4 separate regions of the Sus scrofa genome follow, and all the other regions are linked to region 1. A link is a contact called in public Hi-C and HiChIP or PLAC-seq data. All regions are on one chromosome and are shown on one strand. Each heading gives the region's core, a stretch centred on a gene start, on an enhancer-like site or on the middle of the called end of the contact. The rest is flanking DNA. Distances are from core to core; before and after follow the strand shown.

The links. A called contact is a pair of places that touch in the nucleus more often than the background predicts. HiChIP or PLAC-seq counts read pairs in DNA pulled down with a chosen protein or histone mark.
Region 2: a contact with region 1 is called in an H3K27ac HiChIP or PLAC-seq map of alveolar macrophages. The contact joins two enhancer-like sites. A contact is called at or near these places in 2 of 47 Hi-C or Micro-C datasets (heart right ventricle and retroperitoneal adipose tissue) and 1 of 2 datasets of contacts at active chromatin or transcription factors (alveolar macrophages).
Region 3: a contact with region 1 is called in a Hi-C map of embryonic fibroblasts, with 2.7 times the contacts expected there. The contact joins two enhancer-like sites. A contact is called at or near these places in 1 of 47 Hi-C or Micro-C datasets (embryonic fibroblasts) and 1 of 2 datasets of contacts at active chromatin or transcription factors (alveolar macrophages).
Region 4: an H3K27ac HiChIP or PLAC-seq map of alveolar macrophages shows a contact between it and region 1. The contact joins two enhancer-like sites. A contact is called at or near these places in 2 of 47 Hi-C or Micro-C datasets (embryonic fibroblasts and liver) and 1 of 2 datasets of contacts at active chromatin or transcription factors (alveolar macrophages).

What each region holds. Positions count from the first base shown.
Region 1 is chr16:3,521,624-3,527,022 of Sscrofa11.1, forward strand. No RefSeq gene overlaps it. Among named protein-coding and RNA genes, the nearest start is that of DNAH5, 160 kb to the left of the region's middle. Within about 2 kb of position 2,793, at least 8 of the 83 cell types and tissues checked have an H3K27ac peak or open chromatin away from gene starts, as enhancers often do. A contact at or near this core is called in alveolar macrophages and embryonic fibroblasts, where this site is marked.
Region 2 is chr16:3,773,520-3,778,918 of Sscrofa11.1, forward strand. All of the region lies in intron 10 of TRIO (triple functional domain protein), which reads left to right. Among named protein-coding and RNA genes, the nearest start is that of TRIO, 85 kb to the left of the region's middle. Within about 2 kb of position 2,377, at least 3 of the 83 cell types and tissues checked have an H3K27ac peak or open chromatin away from gene starts, as enhancers often do. A contact at or near this core is called in alveolar macrophages, where this site is marked.
Region 3 is chr16:3,716,524-3,721,922 of Sscrofa11.1, forward strand. It overlaps TRIO (triple functional domain protein), which reads left to right. Exons shown (of 56, transcript XM_021077142.1): 6 at 1,953-2,144. Among named protein-coding and RNA genes, the nearest start is that of TRIO, 28 kb to the left of the region's middle. Within about 2 kb of position 3,313, at least 12 of the 83 cell types and tissues checked have an H3K27ac peak or open chromatin away from gene starts, as enhancers often do. A contact at or near this core is called in embryonic fibroblasts, where this site is marked.
Region 4 is chr16:3,650,820-3,656,218 of Sscrofa11.1, forward strand. No RefSeq gene overlaps it. Among named protein-coding and RNA genes, the nearest start is that of TRIO, 37 kb to the right of the region's middle. Within about 2 kb of position 2,407, at least 13 of the 83 cell types and tissues checked have an H3K27ac peak or open chromatin away from gene starts, as enhancers often do. A contact at or near this core is called in alveolar macrophages, where this site is marked.

The sequences.
Region 1 (5,399 bases), core at 1,543-4,042:
CCAGTGTAACCAGTGCCCCATTTGAGATAGATACTCTCTCCCCAGAGGTTTCCTTGTTCTCATCCACACTCAATCAATACCTCCACCACCACACCCTAGTCAACCACTGATATGATTTCTATCACTATAGATTTGTTCTGTCTGTTCTAAAATTTCATAAAATTAACAGAATCATACAGTCTTTTCACTTTCCTGTCCAACTTCTCTTGTTCAGATTAATGTCTGGGACATCAATCTTAGCTGCATTTATTTTTTGATCTGTCTCCTCAGGCAAGAGAGACAAAAGTGAAAATAAACAAATGGGACTATATCCAACTGAAAAGCTTTTACACAGTAAAGAAGGCCAGCAACAAAATTAAAAGGCAACCTACTGAATGGGAAAAGATATTTGCAAATTATATATCTGATAAGGGGTTAATATTCAAAATATTTAAAGAAATGCAATACCAAAAAATCCAAACAATCCAACTGAAAAATAGACAGATGACCTGAATGGACATTTTTCCAAGGAAGACATACAGACAGCCAACAGGCACATGAAAAGATGTTCTACATCACTAATCAGGGAAATGCAAATCAAAACCACAATAAGATACCACCTTATACTTGTCAAAATAGCTATCATCAAATAGACAACAAATAGCAAGTGTTGGTAAGGATGTGGAGGAAAGGAGACCCAGGTGCACTGTTGGTGGGAATATCAGTTGATGCAGCCACTATGGAAAGCAGAATGGAGTGTCCTCAAGAAATTAGAAATAGAACTACCATACAACCCACCAGTTTCAATTCTGGATATTTTCCCCAAAAAATACAAGAAAACTAATTCAAAAAGATATACGTATCTCATTGTTCACTACAGCATTATTTACAATAGCCAAGATATGGAAACAACCTAAGTGCCCTTCAGCTAATGAATGGATCACAAAGATGTGGTGCACACCTACAGGGGAATATAACTTGGCCATGAAGAGAATGAAATCTTGCCACTTGCGACAACATGGATGGACCTAGACCTATTACGCTACGTGAAATTAAGTCAAAGACAAATACCACATGGTTTCACTTACATGTGGAGTCTACAAAAAAAAAACAAACAAACAAAACAGTAATAGGCTCATAGATACTGATACGCTGGTGGTTGCCAGAAGGGAGCAGAGGTGGAAGTTGGGTGAAACAGGTTTAAGGTACAAACCTCTAGCTATAAAATAAATAAGTCACTGAAATGTAACATACAGCATAGGGACTAGAATCAACATGGTAACAACCTTGTATGGTAAGGAGTGGTAAATGGACTTGTGATGATAAATCCACATACAGAAGTACTGAACCAGAGTTCCCATTTGTGGCTCAGCAGGTTCCAGACCCAATGTGGTCTCTATAAGAATGCATGTTCAATCCCTGGCCTTGCTCAGTGGGTATAAGGATCTGGAGTTGCCAAAAGCTGTGTCATATGTTGCAGATGCGGCTTGGATCCGACATTGCTGTGGCTGTGGTGCAGGCTGGCAGCTGCAGCTCTGATTCTAACCCTAGCCCAGGAAATTGAATATGCTAAAAGTGTGGACATAAAAAGAAAAAAAAATATTGAACTACGATGCTGTACACCATAAACTAATATAATATTGCATGTCAAATATATTTCAATTAAAAACAAAAATTAAAAAAAGAAAGGGGAGTTCCCATCCTGGCTTAGTGGAAACAAATCCGACTAGTATCCGTGAGGATGCGGGTTTGATCCCTGGCTTTGCCCCTTGGTTAAGGAACCAGCATTGCCATGATCTGTGCTGTAGTCATAGGCACGGCTTGGATCCCACATTGCTGTGGCTGTGGGGTAGGCCACCAGCCGTAGCTCTGAATTCGCCCCTAGCCTGGGAACTTCTATATATGCTTCGGGTGCAGCTCTAAAAAGCAAAAAAATAAAAAATAAATAAAAATAGAATTTAAAAAGTCATCCATATTTTTGCATAAATCAGTAGTTTGTTTCTTTTTATATAAAACGTATTCCATTGTATGAATACACCGCAATTATTTACCCACATTCATTCCATACATAAAAGGACTCTAAATTGTTACATTATGAAATTGTATATCTTCAGCATAGGACATACGAAAAAATTTGGTAGCCTCTACCTGGCTTCTCTCACTCCAGTTTTCAGGATTTTCTCACCTCCAAGATCAACTTGCACTTCATCATGAAAATCTTCCATTAAACTTTGCCCTAGTCCACTGCTGAAAGTAATCCCTTTTGCTTCCTTGTTTCACTTCCTGTGATACACCGGTTACTAGTTGTGGTATGTTTCCCTAGGGACCTATCTACTTTAGACCCCTGCTTGAGATAGGATCCAAATGGTTTGGTCTCTGCCTGTGCGCAGCACTTAGCGAATGACTAGCTTATGGGACGTGGCCAACAAAGGGCTACTGATCAGAGAAAGAACTGAGTAAATTCCTCCACTCAAAATTAGCTTCAGTGGTTCCTCATTTTGCAGCTTGTTTGAAACCTTCCCTAACTAGCTCCAACCTAGCTTTCCAGATGTGTTCACATGATTTTTTCATAAGTATCTTCTCCAGTTAACATAGACCATTTGCTGAGTTGCATGCTTTTTCCTATGATGTTTTTTCTTGTCTGGTAGAAAATTCACACACACACACCTCTATCATTATTCTTCCCACCTCCTGAACGTGAGTTAGAATCCCTGGGTTCCTGTTTCCAGGGGAGTCTTCCACCATTCATCATCTGCCATCCACCATCCACTCATCTTTGTCAGCAGGATCCACTCAGGTAAGCAGTTCCAAATGGTGCCCAGTAGGGGGAGGTGTGCTCATCCAATGCTGTTTTTGTAGCCCTGTAGCTTTTAAAGAGGGCATATATTTACAAAAACATCTCAGGGATTAAAGAAATAAATAAAAACAGTTCAGCCACCTCCTTCCTCAAATTACTCATAAACTGTGAGTAATCTCCACTAACCAAAGCCCAGTAACCAAGGCTCTAGTAACAAAGACAAACCATTTGTCCATTTTAAATCTCTGTGATTTAAAACACAACCAATTCACTTTTCAAAGTTATGTCTGGAGGATGTCACTCCGTCTGTATTTCTCATTGTTTAAAAAAGAATCAATAAAGTCTCTTCACAGATTGAGTGTTGAATCCGTGTGGTTGAATCAGGAACCAGTTGTCTTCTGTACAAAGAGAGATTAGTTAAAATGAAAAAAATCAAATTAACCTTTCCTGTCTCTACTCACTTCTTCCCTCTAGATTTTTAAAATATGCTTTATAACTATTTACCAAATGGCCTTATTCTTTTATGTACCAGATTTAAGATACCACAGGATTCTGTGTGACTCGAATATTAATCATTGATTCCTGAGGATGACAAACCAGAAGTGAACAGTCATCATGAAATACGCAAACCATGTCACATCACAGGGAGCAAAAGATGGCCCAGCCTGTTCTCACACTGGGACACATGGATCTGAATGGGAACGAATAAAGTTCAATGATTCATAAGTTCATAAATTAATGAAACTGGAAGAGATCACTGCATTTCATAGCTGAAAAAAGCAAGACCCACAGAGATCAAAGCAATCTTTTCAAGACACCACAGCCAGTTAGTAATGAAATAGAGACTGGAATCCAACCCTTTCGACCAGTTTCCTGTAGGATGTGCTTCATCTATGAACATTATATACTGTTCTTGCAGTGTCAGCAAGAGAAGATAGCTTAAAAGGATCTTTTTTGTGCCAAGGTCCTCTAAAGACATACAAGAAGACAATGCAAACAGCCAGTTGGCTTGAATAATACTAAGGAGACAGCCAGGCTTTCAGCTCAAGGCTGTCACATTGGCATCTTTTTGAAGAAATGCTCATGAGAAAGATCATCGAGGAAGAAACAAAATCAATCCTTAGTGTCTATGGCATATGTCAGCACACATCCTATTCATTTCTCCTGTAATTGTTTCCTGGGTGGAGTAAGAACAAGGACGCATTGTTCTGTTAAATTATTTGCCCCTTGAATCTAAAGATTATGCTTTCAGCTCACAGTACCTCAGAGGTAGGATATAAATGCTAAAAGCTATGTGAAAATGATGATGCTTAATAACAATGGCAGTTGAAGCTTATAACATCTTTCAGGGTGGATCTCAAAGCACCTGGCAAATATTTGTTACATTTCAACACAGAATGATGCCGAAGAAGCATGGCTTGTTGTTTCCTTTTTATAAGTCAGAGAAAAGAAAAATAATGGCCTTTTAAAAATCTGATTTTAGGAGTTCACGTCGTGGCACAGTGGTTAACGAATCTGACTAGGAGCCATGAGGTTGCGGGTTCGATCCCTGCGCTTACTCAGTAGGTTAACAATCTGGCGTTGCTGTGAGCTGTGGTATAGGTCGCAGACGCGGCTCTGATCCCAAGTTGCTGTGGCTCTGGCGTAGGCCGGTGGCTACAGCTCCAATTAGACCCCTAGCCTGGGAACCTCCATATGCCGCAGGAGAGGCCCAAGAAATGGCAAAAAAAAAAAGACAAAAAAAAAAAAATCTGATTTTAGCCCTAACATTTTAATTTCTAATTATGCCTAATTTTGTAAATTACCTAAAAGCCTCTTAGCAGTAAGTTTATGTAAGTTCTATTTAAATAAATAAAATGATTGATTTCATCAGGATCAGAACTTGAAAGACCTGGGCTCCTTCAGAAGAAATACTAACTTTTCTGGCGTTGTGGCATAAAATTCATACCAAGAGCCTGCATAAACCATCAGGGGTGGAATGTATAAAGCAGCCCACTATGGAATATAGAAACTTAAAAAAAAAATTACAGGAGCTAAAATTCTTCCCTGATCTTTATTAAAGATTAATCCAGTAATTCGGGTTTGGAGATGAGGTAGGAGGACGGGTGGGAGGGATGAGAAAAGGAGGAGAAGCAAAGACTGCTTAAATATTTATGATTTTTATTTGAAATCAGAGAAAGATTCCCTACTTTCAAAACTTGAAGTGTCATGAAAGTTAAATACTTCAGATATTTCATATTATATATGATGGGTTTTGACTTCAAAGGAGCTTAAGAGGGGAAAGTGTCAACCAACACAGTTTTCACCACCAACCCCCTGAAGCCTTCAGCCTCATCACAGAGGCTTCAGCAAGTCCTTCCCAACACAGCACCCTGGGTACAATTTCTCCACCTAAAATGGTCAGTGAGGAGTTCCTGGTGCAGCTCTGCAGGTTAAGAACCCTGACATAGTATCCATGAGGATACAAGTTCAGTACCTGGCCTTGCTCAGTGGGTTAAGGATCTGGCATTGCTGCAAGCTGCAGTATCGGTTGCAGATGCAGCTTGGATCCCATGTTGCTGTGGCTGTGGCATAGGCTGGCAGCTGCAGCTCCAATTCAATCTCTAGCCTGGTAACTTCCACA
Region 2 (5,399 bases), core at 1,127-3,626, 250 kb after region 1:
TTTCCTTTCTATGAAAATATAGTCTTTATTAAAATACTTAAGTATATTACAGGGTAACACATCCCCTTACTGAAGTGGCTGAGTGCCCTGGGGTAGGCCACTCTGCACTGCCACCGCAGCTTTCTCACCACAGAGTTGAGAATAACACCTCTGAGGGCTGTGGACCAAGTGAAATTTCACACTCACCATTGTAGCTGCCAGTGAATATGCCTGCACTGCCTCCTCATTTGCATTGCAACTTACTTGACCAGAATACAGATTTCAGTGTAAGACAGAGAGGTGTAAATACCTAGGTATGAATCCTGACACCTTCCTTACTCATCTTTGAGCAGTAAGAGCTGCTTAATCTATTTCCATTGCACTTTCTCAGAGTTAGCCCCTCACTCCGACCTTCACAACAGCAACCAGAGCCTTTCTGGGTGTGAGGCCCCCCGACTCTGTGTCTGATCAGAGCCAGCCCCTCACTCCAACCTTCATAGCAGTGCTCAGAGCCTCTCTGGGTGTGAGGCCCCTGGCTCTGTGTCTGACCCCATCCTCAGAGCAGAGGAGACTGTTAGAGGGAACCTTTGCTCGTGGCTCCATTCATGTTGACATACATTGCTTTGTTCACATCACTCACTGCTTTTGTTTCCAGCCGAAGCTGCAAATAAACAAATTGTTATTTTTTCACCAAATAAATATGTAAAAGCTTTGGGTTTAGCCATTGGGGAAAGAGGGATGTCACTACCTAAAAGGAAAAGCCTTTTTTCAGTTTAGTTTTAATTAATACATATAAAACATTACTTTATCTTCCTAGAGAATGGTTTAAAACTGGTTTAAATTCATGAATTTTCTGTTTCTTCTTATTCCCCAATATTTTCAGGTATAGAAGAATTTTAGATCAATAGAGAAATTAGAAGTTAGTGTGTAAAAGTGCAGAGAACTTTAATATATCTGACACAGAAGGCCCCTTAGTGGAGATTATTGAGTGAATGAATTAATAATATGCTATCTTGAAATTCCCTTCTGGTGCAACAGGTTAAGGATCTCCATATGCTGTGGGTGTGCCCCCCCCCCCAAAAAAAATTAATTGTTTGTAAATTAGCCTCAATTAAGGTAACCAAGAAGTGAGGCACTTCTACAGAAGCTCAGGAAACATGACATTATAGGTCTTAAAATGCCCAGCTGAAAATGGATGTATGTGTCATCATGTTTACTTGTTTGACTTCTTTTAAGAGAGCATTTTTAATCTTCCCAATTTCTTTCTTTCTCTTTTCTTTTCTTTTGGTCTTTTTAGGGCTGCATCTGCAGCATATGGAGGTTCCCAGGCTAGGAGTCTAATCGGAGCTGTAGCCGCTGGCCTATATCACAGCCATAGCAACACCAGATCTGAGCCAAGTCTGCGACCTACACCACAGCTCATGGCAATGCTGGATCCTTAACCCACTGAGTGAGGCCAGGGCTCGAACCCGCAACCTCATGGTTCCTAGTCGGATTCGTTTCTGCTATGCCATGACGGGAACTCCAATATTCTTAATTTCTTATTTTGTTAGCTTCATAAACTAAATGTGATAAAGCTTTGGCTAATTAAGAGAATTAAACTGTATGTGTATCTCCGTCATGTACTGTTTTGTTACTGACTGTTGTCGTTCTGGTTGAATAGGTGGTAGAAAGGCTGATCACCAGCATTGTTTTGTCAGAAAGCTTGAAAGCTCTAGGTAAGCTGGGCCTGTAGAGGCTGTAAAGGCTTCTTTGGTTTTGTTGTCTGGTTTTTTTTTTTAAAGCGCAAAACTCAGAACCACAAGATCAAGGAAGGGCCTTCTGCTTGGGACTGATGATGTTGATGAATACAAGTTAATGACCGAAATGGATGAAGGTTTTATAAGAATAAACGTATTTCTTCTAATTGAGTTCAAGCCTCTATTCCAAGACAAATTAGATCCCTGGGTAGTGAAAGAACTTGATAATCAGATCACCAAATTTGGTTATTGATCTCTAAGGAGCTGTGGAAAAGGAAGAGATGACCCAAAGGCCAAAAATGCACTTGAGCATTTTTAAGAAGATAGATTTCACCTATTACTCAGGTTGAGGTCAGTCCTAAGCAGAGTTCTAGAAAAGACAGTCTATAACCTCCAGGAAGGAAAGGAGCAAATTACCATGGGAACTTTAGCTCATTCTTTACTAAGTTACTGATTTGATGAAGAGTATGTGGCACAGTGGACTTAGCGGGCGTCTGACCAGGCGTTTGACAATCAATTTGTATTCAAGATAGAATGGGGCTGAATGGCTGTGAAAAAGAATCCATTGTGGATGTTGGTTAACCTAAGACCAAGGCTGTCCTTATTCACCCATACGGGTCTCTGAGCAGACTGTGCAGGAGAAAGTGTTTGCGATAGTGAGACATTACTCATTCACAGCATGGGAATAAGGAAGTGATTTCCAGCCCAGGCCCACGATCGGATCAGCTTGCTGACGAAGCGGGTGATGGGAGATGGTAGATCAGTCACCCCAGAGGGACCTGAGGCCCCACAGGCTGATGGCTCTAATCCCCAGTGTCTCCTTCTATAGGGGGGTAACCTGTGCAGATGTTTTTGAACTGACTCCACTAACATATTCAGAACTTTTATGTCGATCTTGAAAGTGGTAAGATTGCCATAGAGCCAGCATAGACTTGGTACTGAGGCAGAAATAATTGTGGCTCCATTAAAAACCTTGTAAGTGAGACCAGCCATGGAGGGTGTTGCTCAGTGGATGACGTCAGCGGGGCTGGGGGACGTTTCCACTGCAGACCTCTCTCTGCACTCACAAGGCCTGTAGTGGGCAGGTTGGCGTGGAGGGCAGGATTATCAGAGTCTAGACCAGGGTCTTCCAGAAATGTCAGGTGGTAAAATAGAATCTGAAAAGATCCCGGCAAGAGTAAGTCCAGTTCGGTCACAGACGTTTCGTTCGTGGGTTTTAAAATCTGAGTCTGTTTCGAATCAGAAGTAGGCAGGTTATAGAGGTAGGGCCACAGGGGTGGCAGTGGCACGCTTCTAACAAAGACTATTCCTGCACATGTTCGTGGACAGTGTCCATGATAATTCCTGGCCCAGGGTGACAGAGTAAAAGGAGGGTCATGACCGGGAGATGGTCATCTCGCCTGCTTGCACTACGTGTGGTGCTGCCTTCAGGGCTTCAGCCCCCAGGTTGGGAGGGAGGAGAGTTTAGAGGAGCGAGCTGGCGCTGGTGGGGATGGCAGGGCTGGCAGGCAAGGGATGAAGGCTCGAGAGAGGGAGGGCAGGCTGCAGAGACGGGCACTGTCTCAGAGATCTGAAGAGCTTGAGAGGAATAGCACTTTGATTCTGAGGTTGATTTGCCCCCCCCATCCCTCGTACATTTCCTTTCATCACATTAAAGCATCTTTATCACCCACTCAAGAGTAAAAAAACTCTTACTCCTTAGTCAGGTGACAGGCATGTGCCCCAAAGCACCAGTTGGTCATTTCAGCCTGAAGAACATGCCTTTCGTGCCTGGAAGAGTTCCCCTTTGCTCCCTGCTTCCTCTCCCTAAAACGGAATCACATTTTATATGCACAGCAGGTGCCCTTGAAATTCCGCCTGCAAGTTGCCAGTGAAACCGCCTACTTCTGCTCCTGGTTTTTTATACTTCCCATGCTGGCCTTACGGCTCACCCATCCCCAACAGTACCTGATTGTCTTTGTCAAAAACAAGAGTAGGGAAATGGACACCAGTGGTGGCAGCTTCTGTTTGCTGAGTGCTCCCACACATCTGTGGTCCTTTCACTTGATTCTCAGACTGGCTTTGCCTCTTAGGGAAGACATACATGGTAATCCCCGCTTCATCCTCGAGAAAACTGAAGGCAGTGCACTCCGAGGACTCCCCCAAGGTCACTCAGGGGATGAGGACCCTCGCCTGGTGTGCTGTGCTCCCACTTTGTCGTGGACGAGGCTTGATCCTGCATTCAGACTGTGTGGAAGAGAGGTTGCAGCTAGAGCAACCCCTGGATCTCAGGGCTTCGATCCCACCACCCGCTGAACCTGGTGGAAACATCCCTTTCCCAGGACGCCCCTACCCCAGTGAGTTCCTCTTGGAGCTCTCTCTAGTGAGGAAAGGGCTTTTCAGGGGCTTTCTCCCCTCAGAGCTGCAGTTCCCTCTTTAGGCTTCACCCAGTACCCAGGTGTGGGGAAGGGGCTAGGGTGGAGCTCCACCTGGGTCAGACCTAGCCTGGTGCTGGATCCACGACCAGGCTCTCCCACACCTTTATCATAGGACTTTTCTCCCCAGAATCCCATGTGTCCTCCTAAGCCAGCCTCTTCTGTGGATGCTGGACAGTGACCCAAGTCTGTGCACACTTGCACCCTAGTCTGGGCTGTGTTCCAGTTCTCCTCTGTGGTGTGCTTTTGGCCACTACCCGGATGGCCTCCAGGGGGCAGCATTGCCTAGAAGCCGATCCGCACTGCTGAGAATGTGGATAGAATGCAAGTCCTCTCGCCTGTCAGGCAAAGATTTTTGGCTTTCTTGTAAAACATAACAGTATGCACAGAAGCATAGTTTTTTTTTTTTTTCACCCTTAGGAAGTCTATAGTGAAAATTTCACAGGCATTCTAAAGACTTTTTCTCATTCCTTTATTCAGAAGTTCTTTTAGGCATCATATGTACCACTTTAAAAGCCTAAAAATAGACTTTGCCTGAATCATACTGTATCATGACATGTTTCAGTTCATCATCAGTCGGCATTAGAAATGACCTTTCTCTGAGACTTTTTCCCTCCAAGTTGAATGAGAATAATCTAAAGGGGCAAAGGCACTATGGGCATTTTAACTTTGAATGTAAATGTAGCCTTGTTCCTTCCCACCTGTCATTTTTCCCTTTTCAATTGCGTGATCCCGGGATCGACCCCTGTGGACTCCATAGCTCAGCCCTTTGCTGGTCCCTCAGCTGGCCATGTTTCACCCACCAGCATGGATGTGTGCTGAAGTGTCCAGGGTGTTAAGGGAATAAGCTAGGGCTTTCAGAACTTACCAGGAGGTAAGGAAAGGGTTTGACCCACAGATACTCCTGGCACTTCCCCTGCAAGCAAGGGGAAGAGAGTTCTGTAGAATCTGGACCAATTCCAGCATCTTTTCCTCATACTGCACTATTTTTAGTTGTAGGAAGGTTTAAATATGGGATGGTGTTAAGTTTACCAGACTAAGGGACATATTTTGAGCAATTGGTAGGAACTTGGACATATTTTGAAAGTGTTCTTTTCCAGAGAAAGAACACTTTTAAAATGCTGTGATTTTTTTAATCAGAATTTTTCTTATAGGAACAAAACTGGAATAGTGGCTAACATATACTTAATTTCTTCACTTCATGTGTATCATCTTGTTTAATCTTCACAGTAACTCTCTGAGGTAGACATTATTGCCATACCCATTT
Region 3 (5,399 bases), core at 2,063-4,562, 200 kb after region 1:
CCATTCTCCTATCGCAGGTATTTATTTTCATTTTTTCGTTCTTTATTTTTAAAAATTTAATTGGAGTATAGTTGACATACAATGCTGTGTTAGTTTCAGGTGTACAGCCAAGTAAATCAGTCATATGTTGTACATATATCCATTCTTTTTCAGATTCTTTCTCCATGTAGGTTATTACAGAGTACGGAGAAGAGTTCCCTCACAGGTCCTTGTAAAGGCCATGATGGCAAGAATGTAGGTGGAGGTCCTTCTGAGGTGGGGGATGGCATGTTGCTGTGTTTGGGACACACTGTTCACTTGGGCTCTGTGCCACCACATCCGCCCTCCTGCTGGAAGTGGTAGAGGTGTGGACAGGGCATGGTGCATAGAGCACAACTCTACGTGTAGCGGGTAGTCTGCTTGAGGGGAGGAGACTAAGGCAGGCCCCTGTGACCAAATCTGGGTAGGAAGGAGCCCGCTCTGCGGGCCCCACGATGGAGCTGTCCAAGTGGACAGCTCTCCTCCAGGTCCTTACAGAGAGCATCTGCCTGTGCTCTTCCTGCAGAGCTTTTGGGTTGATTTTCCTCTTTAGATGCAGAGGAGGCAAAACTTAGCGAATCTGGTCACCTGTCACTAGAGAGAGATTGCCAGTGAGAAGGGAGACCTAGCTGTGGACTTAAAGGATGCCAGTTAGCACACTGATGGCGTTTGGGCCAGTTCCTAACTGATTGTGGCTTTGACTGACTGTCACATTCTCATAAAGTACCCTCTGTCCTTGCTGCATAGACATCTGGTCATCTGTTAGCTGATTCCAGCCTGAAGCCCAGAAAAGTACCTCCGAGGCTGGAGTCTGTGGCTCTCTAATCCCAGATAAAGGTGACTCCATCTAGTTTGGATTTGGGTCAGAAATGGAGGAAAAGAAATGAAGCTACAGAGAAAGACTGGACCAGCGTGTTCTTTAGGACACTTTCTTGAGTGGGCTGCAGACCAGGTGACAGTGACGAGGTTTAGGCAGGGCTCTGAGTGGGAGGCAGTGGGAGGTTGGCCCAGAGGACCACAGGGGAGGAGAGGGAGGAAAAATGTAGAGGCCTTGGGGCAGGTTGGGAAGTTAGATATGATTTAGGGGCAAGAGTGGGAGGAAGCAAAGATGAGTCTGTGATCTGGGGAGACCCATTACCAGGTGCAGTGCTGTGATGTCCGTAGTAATAATAATAATAGTAATAATAGTGATACTACCTGAGGGACAACAACCTGCGATTTGTTGAAGGTATGCATTTGCTATAATAGGAACTTTAAAGAAGAACTTCTCTTACAAGAAAAATGCTTTTGCACCCTTATTTTTGCAATAAACTAATGGAGTTGAAGACAGTGATGTCAACAGAGTGGAAAAGCTTAATTTAAAGTTTGAACGCAGCATTGTTTTCTTCATAGCCCAGTTCACATTCCTTGGTGAATGTGGATCCATTTACAGAAGATTTTTTGTTGGCACCAGCAAGATGACTTGGGCTTATATAGAAAGAAGAGATTGTTTTCATACAAAATAGCCTTTGGTTGCTAAGTACATAGTTTGTGGTCTCTGGGTTCCAGTTACAAACTGCAGTGGTGGGTCCCCAAAGTTCTGGGTGACTGCTTACCATCTGGGCCCTTTTCAGGCTCTGAGGCCAAGACGTGAGTCACAGACCTTCGTGCGCACTCGCATCTGTGTGCCACTGCTCCGTGCCTGCCTCTCTCTCAGCTGGTTGAGTTGTAGGTTTGCATTTAAAAATAGAAACTGAAACTCCTACTTGGAGTTTACGGAAATCCAAACAGCAAAACAGGTGTCCTGGGACCCGCCAGGTGATTCTGCTGTTAAAATGTAACTTTTAAGTTCCCAGGCTGTTTCTGAAAGCGCCCCCCCCCCCCACCACCACGTTCTTGGAAAGACGCCCCTTGTGGGCCTTCGCCCGACCAGCCCTCTCTCCTTCCTTTCGCAGAACGTGTACGTGAACATCAACCGCATCATGTCGGTGGCCAACCGCCTGGTGGAGTCGGGCCACTACGCCTCCCAGCAGATCAAGCAGATCGCCAACCAGCTGGAGCAGGAGTGGAAGGCGTTCGCCGCGGCCCTGGACGAGCGCAGCACCTTGCTGGACATGTCCTCTGTCTTCCACCAGAAGGCTGAGAAGGTCAGTGCCTGCTCCGGTCCCAACCCCGACCCCTCCTCCTCCAGCCCCTCCCAGCCTGGGGCAGGTCCCCACCCGCTGTGCAACCTCAGAACTTACCCCACCTCTCTGTTCCTTACTTTCCTCATTCGCGAAGTGGACATGAAGGGATCTACCCAAGGGGCTGTTTGATGGTGTGAAGGAGGTAATCATATTGGGTGCCTGGCACGGTGCCTTCTGTACAGTAGGTGCCATAAATGCCCTCTACTCCCACTCCTCTTCTCCCTCATGGTCATCACCTGAGAATTCCAGTCAGGATACTTTGGTGTGAGTAACGGAGTGCCAGACTCTGGGGGTTGGCTCTTCTCACAGAACAGAAAGTTGCGAAGTATAGGGGGTTCCAGCCGCATGGAGCTGTCGGGGCTGGGGGGCTCCTGGCCTGGCTTGGCCTTTCCCTGTGGTTGGGTCACAGGTGGATGCTGCAGCCCTAGCGCCAAGGCCCTCAGCCTCTTCTCCTGTCACTTTCTCAGGGCAACATGATTTGCAGAAGGTCCCTCCAGCCCAGCAGGCTTCCCCCCGGTCCCCTTTGCCAGGAGTGGGGTGCACAGGAGGGAAAGTGGGAAAGGGCAGGGCTAGGATTTCCGCCTCCCCAGCAGTGAGCAGGCTCTGCCAGCAAGGGCTGGGCTGGAAAAATGGTTTTTGGGTCAGTGGTCTGCAAGGTCTCTCACAGTTGTTAGATTACTGTACGCATTTGGACCTCACATTGGCTTCATCTGCTGATGGTCTGGTCATGATACCTTATCTCAGAGGTAACACTCCCCACACTCCAGACAGGTTAACCTGCCCGAATGAACGCAGCAAAGGAAAGTGAACTGCTTGTGTCTCAGAAGCTAGTGGTGGAGGCCAGGCAGTAAAACACCTTGTCAAGATGTGGAGGAAGAAGGCTCAGGAACGTTTAGCCACTAGGAAGGCATGTGGGAAGGAGACACATGGTTACCTTAAGTTACAGGAAAAACACTGGTAGAGCTTCCTCAGGGATAATTTTTTTGGGAAAAAAAACTTACATTCATAGGGATTTGCACTGATGCTTCTAAAACAGAAATAGTATCCTTTTAATCTAGAAACAGTCTCCGCTGAGGCAGCGAGGGAGGGCAGGATCTTAGCAAGGCAGCTGGAATGTTGCATGAGATGCTAATCAGTAGTGATCTCAGCTCCAGAAACCTTTAAAGTATGAAGCAAGAGAGGAAACAGAGTGGGATAGAAAGAGGAAAAAATCTTAATAGCCTCATGTGAAAGCTGTGAGTGGGGATTTAAGTTTTAGTGGTAAGATTTTTCTGCTTACTAATCTAATGAATTTAACTAGTTTTATGATAAAGGAGAAACAAGAGCCCCCCCACAAAACCAGTTTGTTTTAAAGTAGCAGGAGCCCTCTTCAGCACAGAGCACTGTCAACACTTCTCTGTGGCTGCCTCTGGTCCCTGTCATTGTCCAGGTGATGTTGCTCCCTGGATATTACCATGGGTGGGAGATGAGCCATGCGGCCCTGGCTGCTCAGGTGCGGTTTGGAGTGGTAGCATAGTATGGGTACAGCAGCCCCCAGGGCTTGGAGGTGTGTCACTTGGCAGGGGGCCCCCAGAGAGGTAAGTTAAGATGATGTGAATACATTTGCAATAGGGGAAAAAAATAAAGAGGAGTTTCCGTTGCAGCTCAGCAGATTAAGAACCTCACTAGTATCCATGAGGATGTGGGCTTGATCCCTGGCCTTGCTCAGTAGGTTAAGGATCCGGCCTTGCTGCATGCAGGGCTGCAGCATAGGTCGCAGTTGCGGCTCGGGTCCAGTGTTGCTGTGTGTGTGGCTTGCCTGGCAACTGCAGCTCCAATTCATCCCCTAGCCTAGGAACTTCCTTATTCCACAGGTGCAGCCCTAAAAAGGAATAAAAAAAAAAAAAAGTTTGCAATAGCGCTAGCTGCTGAGGGGAGTGATGGACAGTCTGAAACAAAGTAACACGTAGGGAAAATCTCTCATAATGGCAGGATTCAGAATTACAAATGAACCCAGAAGATTAATTGCTGCTCTGAACTGCCTGAAAATAATGTAGAAATGTGAGTGCCATGGGGTGTTTTCCACTAATGTTTTATTATCAAAAATTTTAAACAGCAGCAAAGTTGGAAGAGCCTGGTGGGTTTTATTTGGATAAAATGAATGGTGGTAATTTATGGATTTGAAGGAAACTCAGTTGGATGAATCTGTGAACAGAATTTCCTGGGATCCTGAGTGAGCTCTAACGGCGCATGTGGTCCCCGTACACATCAGGGGCCAGAGACGCCAGTATAGCCTTAGAGGCAGAGTGGCCTTCTGGGGAAGGCTCACATCTCAGAGGGACTCTGACTGAGGCAGTCCGCCTGTGCCAGGCAGCTGAAGCATGCAGAGGGGACAGCTTCGGAAAGCACTCTCTTCCCTCAGGTTCAAGTGTGTATCTCCCCCTCCACTGAGTTTCAGATGCAGCAAAGAAGATCACACCTAGTAAGTAGTTGACTTGTCCAGCAGAGGAATCTCCAAATAGGTCAACTCCGTCCCCTCCTCCCCTTTTTGGTGTAATACTATTTTATTAACACTTAAAACTTCACTGACAATGCTGGCCATGCCTTATGCTCAGATTCTTGAAATAAAGACATGTGGACAGAGCTTTAAGGGTGCAGTGTGAAACACAGCATAAAATACTAACAAAACTTAAGGAGTGGTATAATAACTATACCTCTGTACACAGGTATAGGGACAAGCCCTCCAAGGGGAAGAAAAGCTCAGGACTGAACAGAGGTCCTTGGTTAGTGACAGAATCTCCCCTTGACTTCAGACATAGGACAGACGAAGGAGTCTGTCAGTTTACAAAAACCCCTGACTTCAGGACCGGTAGTAACAGGATTGGAAAGAGCCAGTTGAAGGTTGTGGGGGCCAGTCTGAAACGAGCTAGGTTAGCTGGAGGCCGCTGCAGCTCACGTCCAGGATCTGTAGCGGTCTAGAGACAGTGGTTAGTGCAGTCCTCTGAAATTGCTGGTCTCCAAACAAGTTTCAAAGATGCTTTTCCCAAACAGAGGGTCCTCTCTTTTTTAAAAATTTAAACAACTTAAGCTGTTTTCATAAACTCAGTAGGGAAAGACTGGACCTTGGACATCATAGCACAGGTTTCCATCATACCACCTCCTTGAACCTCATCCAGAGTTCTCTTGAAGAGTCTGGTTAGGGGGACGGAGTGTCAACTTTGTGCCCTGTGTCTAATG
Region 4 (5,399 bases), core at 1,157-3,656, 130 kb after region 1:
ATGCCTGCCCATCCACTTGATTTCAGGTTTGAGCGCAGATTGATTTTACTCAGAGACTTGCTCTGGTTTTTGTGTTTAATGCAGTCCAGCAGTGAGTGTGTTCCCAGGTCTGTTGTGTGCTCAGGACTGTTCCTCTTGGCTCTGTAGGGAATGGGCCATCAAAGGCACAGCCTCTGAGACACGTGGTTGGGGAGGAAGACCTCTGTGCACATACTAGAGCCCTGCCTGCTTTTAACCTTGTCTGCAATATGGTGAGATTGTATTGGGAGGGTTCAAGTCATCTGATAATGACTCTGACACCTAAATTGTTTAGTGTAGATAATGAAATTTAGGGAAACAACTTGAGCTTTGTTCATTGATCTCAACTGAGAAGTTACTCTGTAAGAATAAAGTTAGTTTTCTGTTGTGATGGAAAAAATCTCTTCAGAGTGAAGTTAGAATCCAGTTTTGCTATTATCATATTTGTGAAGTTTGACACTCACAATGAGTACAGCCGATATTAATATTTAGCAAAGTTGTCTGTCATAGAGGCCCCTGAGAGTTGCGGTCTGTGCTCCCCAGGGTTCAGAGGACAGGCAGGTTAGTTAGTGAGTGAGAGCTGGGCCTTGCCTGGGTTTTTGATGGCAAATTTCTGAATGAAGGAAACCCCACCCCCACCTCTGTCCCCAACGAGGAAAAAGGAGAAAAAGGTTCATTTTCATTACTGCCTGATTAGACCTGGGGGGAAATTGTGTCTGTGTGTCTTAATGTAAGTTTCTGCACCTGGAGTTTTAGCTCTGAAGTGCTATGTGGAAATATGCCAGGAACAGAGTCCTTCTTGACAGCTGTGACAGTGAGAAGACCTGCCAAGCCGGAGACTCGAGTTCCCGCTCAATCCTCCTGAGGTCTACGCTGAACTCGCGAGCAGAAGCTGTTTTCGAAGCGGACGGCTCATTTGTGGCCGTGAACAAGTGAGCCTGTGGTTGACAGACTGTGTACTGGGAGTGAGCCGACAGCTGACCTGGGAATGTTGGAGAGAGAGCTCCCAGCAAAGGGGCAGCAGCTCACAGTTTCACATTCCCAGGCTCGAAGCCCAGAGAGTTGTGACTAGAAAAACCTCACTGTACAGCTCCTGTTTCTTGCAGCTTTCCGGAGGTTGCCTGTGGATTTAACTGCGGTAATTTACATGGGCACAAATCCCATCGGTTTGAATAAGCTCTTTAGAATGAAATCCATCCCTGCTTTATCACCACTTGTATTTACAGAGCTCTTTTGACTTTAGAGGAATTTACTTGATAGAAAAGTTTTCTCTCCTATTAATGTTTGAATGTATCAAATTATAATTGATGGGGTCAGACCATTCTGATTGCAGGCTGTGACAAACCAGAATCCAGACAGGAAATTTTAGACACGCGTTCATGAAATCAAAGAGACTAAAATTAAGATGTATTTAACAAGGAAGTTCAAACCATCCTGCTTATCTGAGACGTCCCCCATAATGTTTAAATTTATAATATTGATTATGAGATATAGATTTTATATGTTTAAAATAGATTTAAGATAAAAATAAAACATCAAAGTATGTTTGATCTAGAACAGGAGTAGGTACTTTTTTTCGAAGTGCCAGATTGTCAGCTTTGTGGACCAGATTAAGTTTTGTGGACCCATATGGTCTCTGTTGCAGCTACTCAGCCTGCAGCGATAGTTCAGAAGCAGTGTTCAGGGAGAATGGGCTTGTGGGTTCTTGTTTGCAGGATCTTTCGTTAGTATTAAGACATGGGAGGAGAGTGGGGGTCTCCCTCTTTTTCTCACTTCTGAGTGAAGTGAAATAGTAACATCTCAGCAGACAGGTTCTTAGTCACTAGAAATTTCGTTTAAGTTGGGGGTGATGTAATTTTCACCATCTTGGAACAGTCCAGGTAATCATGCCCTCCTTGCTGGGTTTCGCTGTACCTTTAGGAAGACAGTGTTCAAGGCTGGATCGAGGAGATTTCTTCACAACAGTGGGTGGTTCCCAACTCCCACAGACCTACCATCCCAGGTTTATGATATATTGTGTAATGCTTTAGGTACTATCCTGCCATGTAATTAATGAGTAATTTAAAAAATCAAAACATGCTTTAACTACCAGAGAAGAAATACGTGTAACTTGTAAACGTTTAAGTACGTGGGTGCTTAGGTGTAAGGAAGAGCAGTGGTACTGGAAGTGCTGGTCTGCCAGGGCAGTGTGTATCTCTAAGTCCCCCAGCCGCTTCCTTCCTTGAGTCTTGCTGTGGGAAAAAAAAAATGTCAGCCAAACAAACTCTTTATCTAAATGCAAGGAGTGATGATGAACTTGTAGACTTGCAGCCAAGATCAGATGACACCGTGTCATTACTCAGAAGATGGGATGGTGTTTGCGGCCACTTGCACTCACGCATGGAGTCTCCGTGAGTGGAGCTGCATGGAGGCCAGTTGTTCCTGGTGTGTTGTGTCGGTGACTCAGATGCCATGAGTCACATTGCTGACATGATTTCTGAAGCAATCAGCTCCCGGTACATTTCCAAACCAAAGTGGAGATTTTCTCCATCTACACTGTAGCTGTCCTAAAAAATGTAGTGTGTAAAAACTGTGGCCCTGGAGTTCCCCAGTGGCTTAGTGGTTAAGGATCCAGCGTTATCACTGCTGAGGCATGGGTTTGATCCCTGGCCCAGGAACTTCCAGATATTGGGGATGCAGCTAAAAACCAAACCAAAATGACAAAACAAAACCAAAAACAATGAGAGCCCTGCCCTCCAATTGTTTCTGCTTATGCATAAAGTGGAGTTAGAGTGTAACTTCCTTGAATATTTGGCAAGACATTGGGAAGTCAGGTAAGATGCTTAGTGATGCATGTGTGTGTGTTAGAGGGACTGTCACATGCAGTGTCTGTCCAGCATTCCTGGCCTTCATCCTCTAAATGCCGATAGTGTCCTCTCCATCCATGTGACAGCTACAAGTGCCACCACAGATTTCCAAATATAGGATAGTACCAAGGGGTGGAGGTGAGCACCTGGGAAGATGTCAGTCACAGAGGTACACCTGGCCAGCACTTGACCGTGCTCTCACAGGGTAGCTGGGCCACCGAGGGGCAGGCAGGCAGTTTGCCCTCTGCTAATAAGCTTCCTCAGAACTTCTGAGCTGTTTTGCTTGAGCTTCTTCTCTACTTTTCTCTTATTTTCCTTCTCTGCCTTTTCCCTTCTGCTTCCTTCCCTCCCCTAGTATTGCCTTGTTTTACCTGATCCTCTCTCTTTTACATCATTCTTTCTTGTTTTAATGTTCCAGCATACCAGTGAGTCTTTCCATTTGTAACATGTATGTGTAAAATAATTTCTTAACCACTGTTGGTAAGAAATCAAAGCACTGAAGTTTGCAATGTAATTTTCCTAATACCTCTCACTTCCTTATTGATTTAAAAATTTTTTGAGTTGGAGAGAAAGTGGTGGGTACCAGCTCCTACATGCTTGACCTGCAGATGGACCATTAGCACTTTTCTTTCTTTACTTAATATGTGCTATATACTGCAAAAGATAAAATTGGAACTTTTAACAAAAGTATAAAGAAAATTTGAAAACACGAAGTTTCTAATATATTTTTCAGTATGTTATAGGATTAGCAGGTGGAAGGACCTACTATACTTGCAACTGGGGAGCTGGGGTAGGCTCTGTGGGAAAAGGAAGTAGCTAAGGCAGCTTCAGCACCTGTTGAGATTTGGGATTGGGATGGGATCTTGGGCTAGCTAGAATGGGAAGTACCAGGTTCCTGCCTGCTGGACGGGGAGTTAGCCATTGAGCTGAAAGGCAAAAGTGTCTGCATCATGGGGGAGGGGTGGGAGATAAGATTCGGAAGAAAGGCTGGGGCTTGGCTGTGGTTGAGGGTCTGATATCAGTTGAAGACTCCACCATCCTGAAATGATAAGTGTTAAGTTCTTCAGGAAGCAGAGAACTGCCCCCCACATCCTTTGGTAAATGTTTTTCCTTCCCTCTCTTATTTCTGTGTATAGTAGAAATACAGTTTATTCTATCCCTTTATAAGATCTTTTTTTTGTTTGTTTGTTTGTTTTTCCTTCTCTACCAGATTTACACCTAAAAGATTTATTCTTTGTCATTATCATTGCAAGTGTCGATGAGGTGTTCAGAGAATGAAATGATTGCAGGAAGCCATAGATTGACTAAGCCTATAGAGAAACACTGGTAGTTTCAGAGGTAGAATGACAGGATAAAAAAGTACAATTCAGTGTTGACATTTGGATGAGCTGGGCAATGGTTGGAGGGGACTGGGCAGTTGTGACCTTGGAATCTGATGGCCAGACCAGTGGATGGGTAATGCTTCTTTGGCTTATCTATGGGTTAGGTGGTGGCTGCCCTGGCGTGCTTAACTTTCCATGTTGCGAGACTGCCAGGGCTGCCGTGAAAGCCTGGTGCTTGCCAGGCAGATAGCTCCAGGGAGCCAGTTTTGTAATCTCAGTATCTGTTTGGGGAAAGATTTACACCACAACTGCGATAGGGGGAGATATACTGAGATCTGTATTTAGAGAATCGATATTGAAAAATCACATTTGGTGTAGGAAGTGAAATAAATAGTGAAATTTGTTTCTGTTTATAACATCGTATCTGCAGATAAAAAGAAGTGTTTTCATGATGGCAGGTTGCGATGCAAAATGTATTTAGCCTATTTCATGGAAGCAGGTATGTCAGTTTTTGAAGAGAAATGTATGAATGGTCATATCAGGCCATTTAACAGATATCTGGGGCATTTAAAAATGCTTTATTTTTTAAAAAGGTCTGAAATGGCTATTTTAAAAAACATCTGATCTCATCTACAAAGCTGGATTATTTTCAAGCAATGTCTAATGCAAAATATTGATAAGAAAATATTAGTTTATTTTAGGTTAAAATGCATTATTTTTCTTTTCCAGTGATAGTTTATATAAAAACCATATAAAATAAAGAGATTTTGCTTTGTCATAAATTATATTCGAATAATTTGGAAACTTTGACCTAAGTAAAATATTAATGAAGAATTTAACATTTGTACTTTTTTTTTTTTTTTTTTTTTTTTGTCTTTTTGCCTTTTCTCGGGCCGCTCCGGCGGCATATGGAGGTTCCCAGGCTAGGGGTCCAATCGGAGCTGTAGACACCGGCCTATGCCAGAGCCACAGCAACGTGGGATCCGAGCCGAGTCTGCGACCTTCACCACAACTCATGGCAACGCCGGATCCTTAACCCACTGAGCAAGGCCAGGGATCGAACCCTCAATCTCATGGTTCCTAGTCAGATTTGTTAACCATTGAACCACGAGGGGAACTCCCATTTATACTTTTTGAGGAAATTCTGATATATGAAGGAATTAAGAGGAAAATAGTATCTGAAAACCAAAGCAAAACCAAGCCAAAATATTAT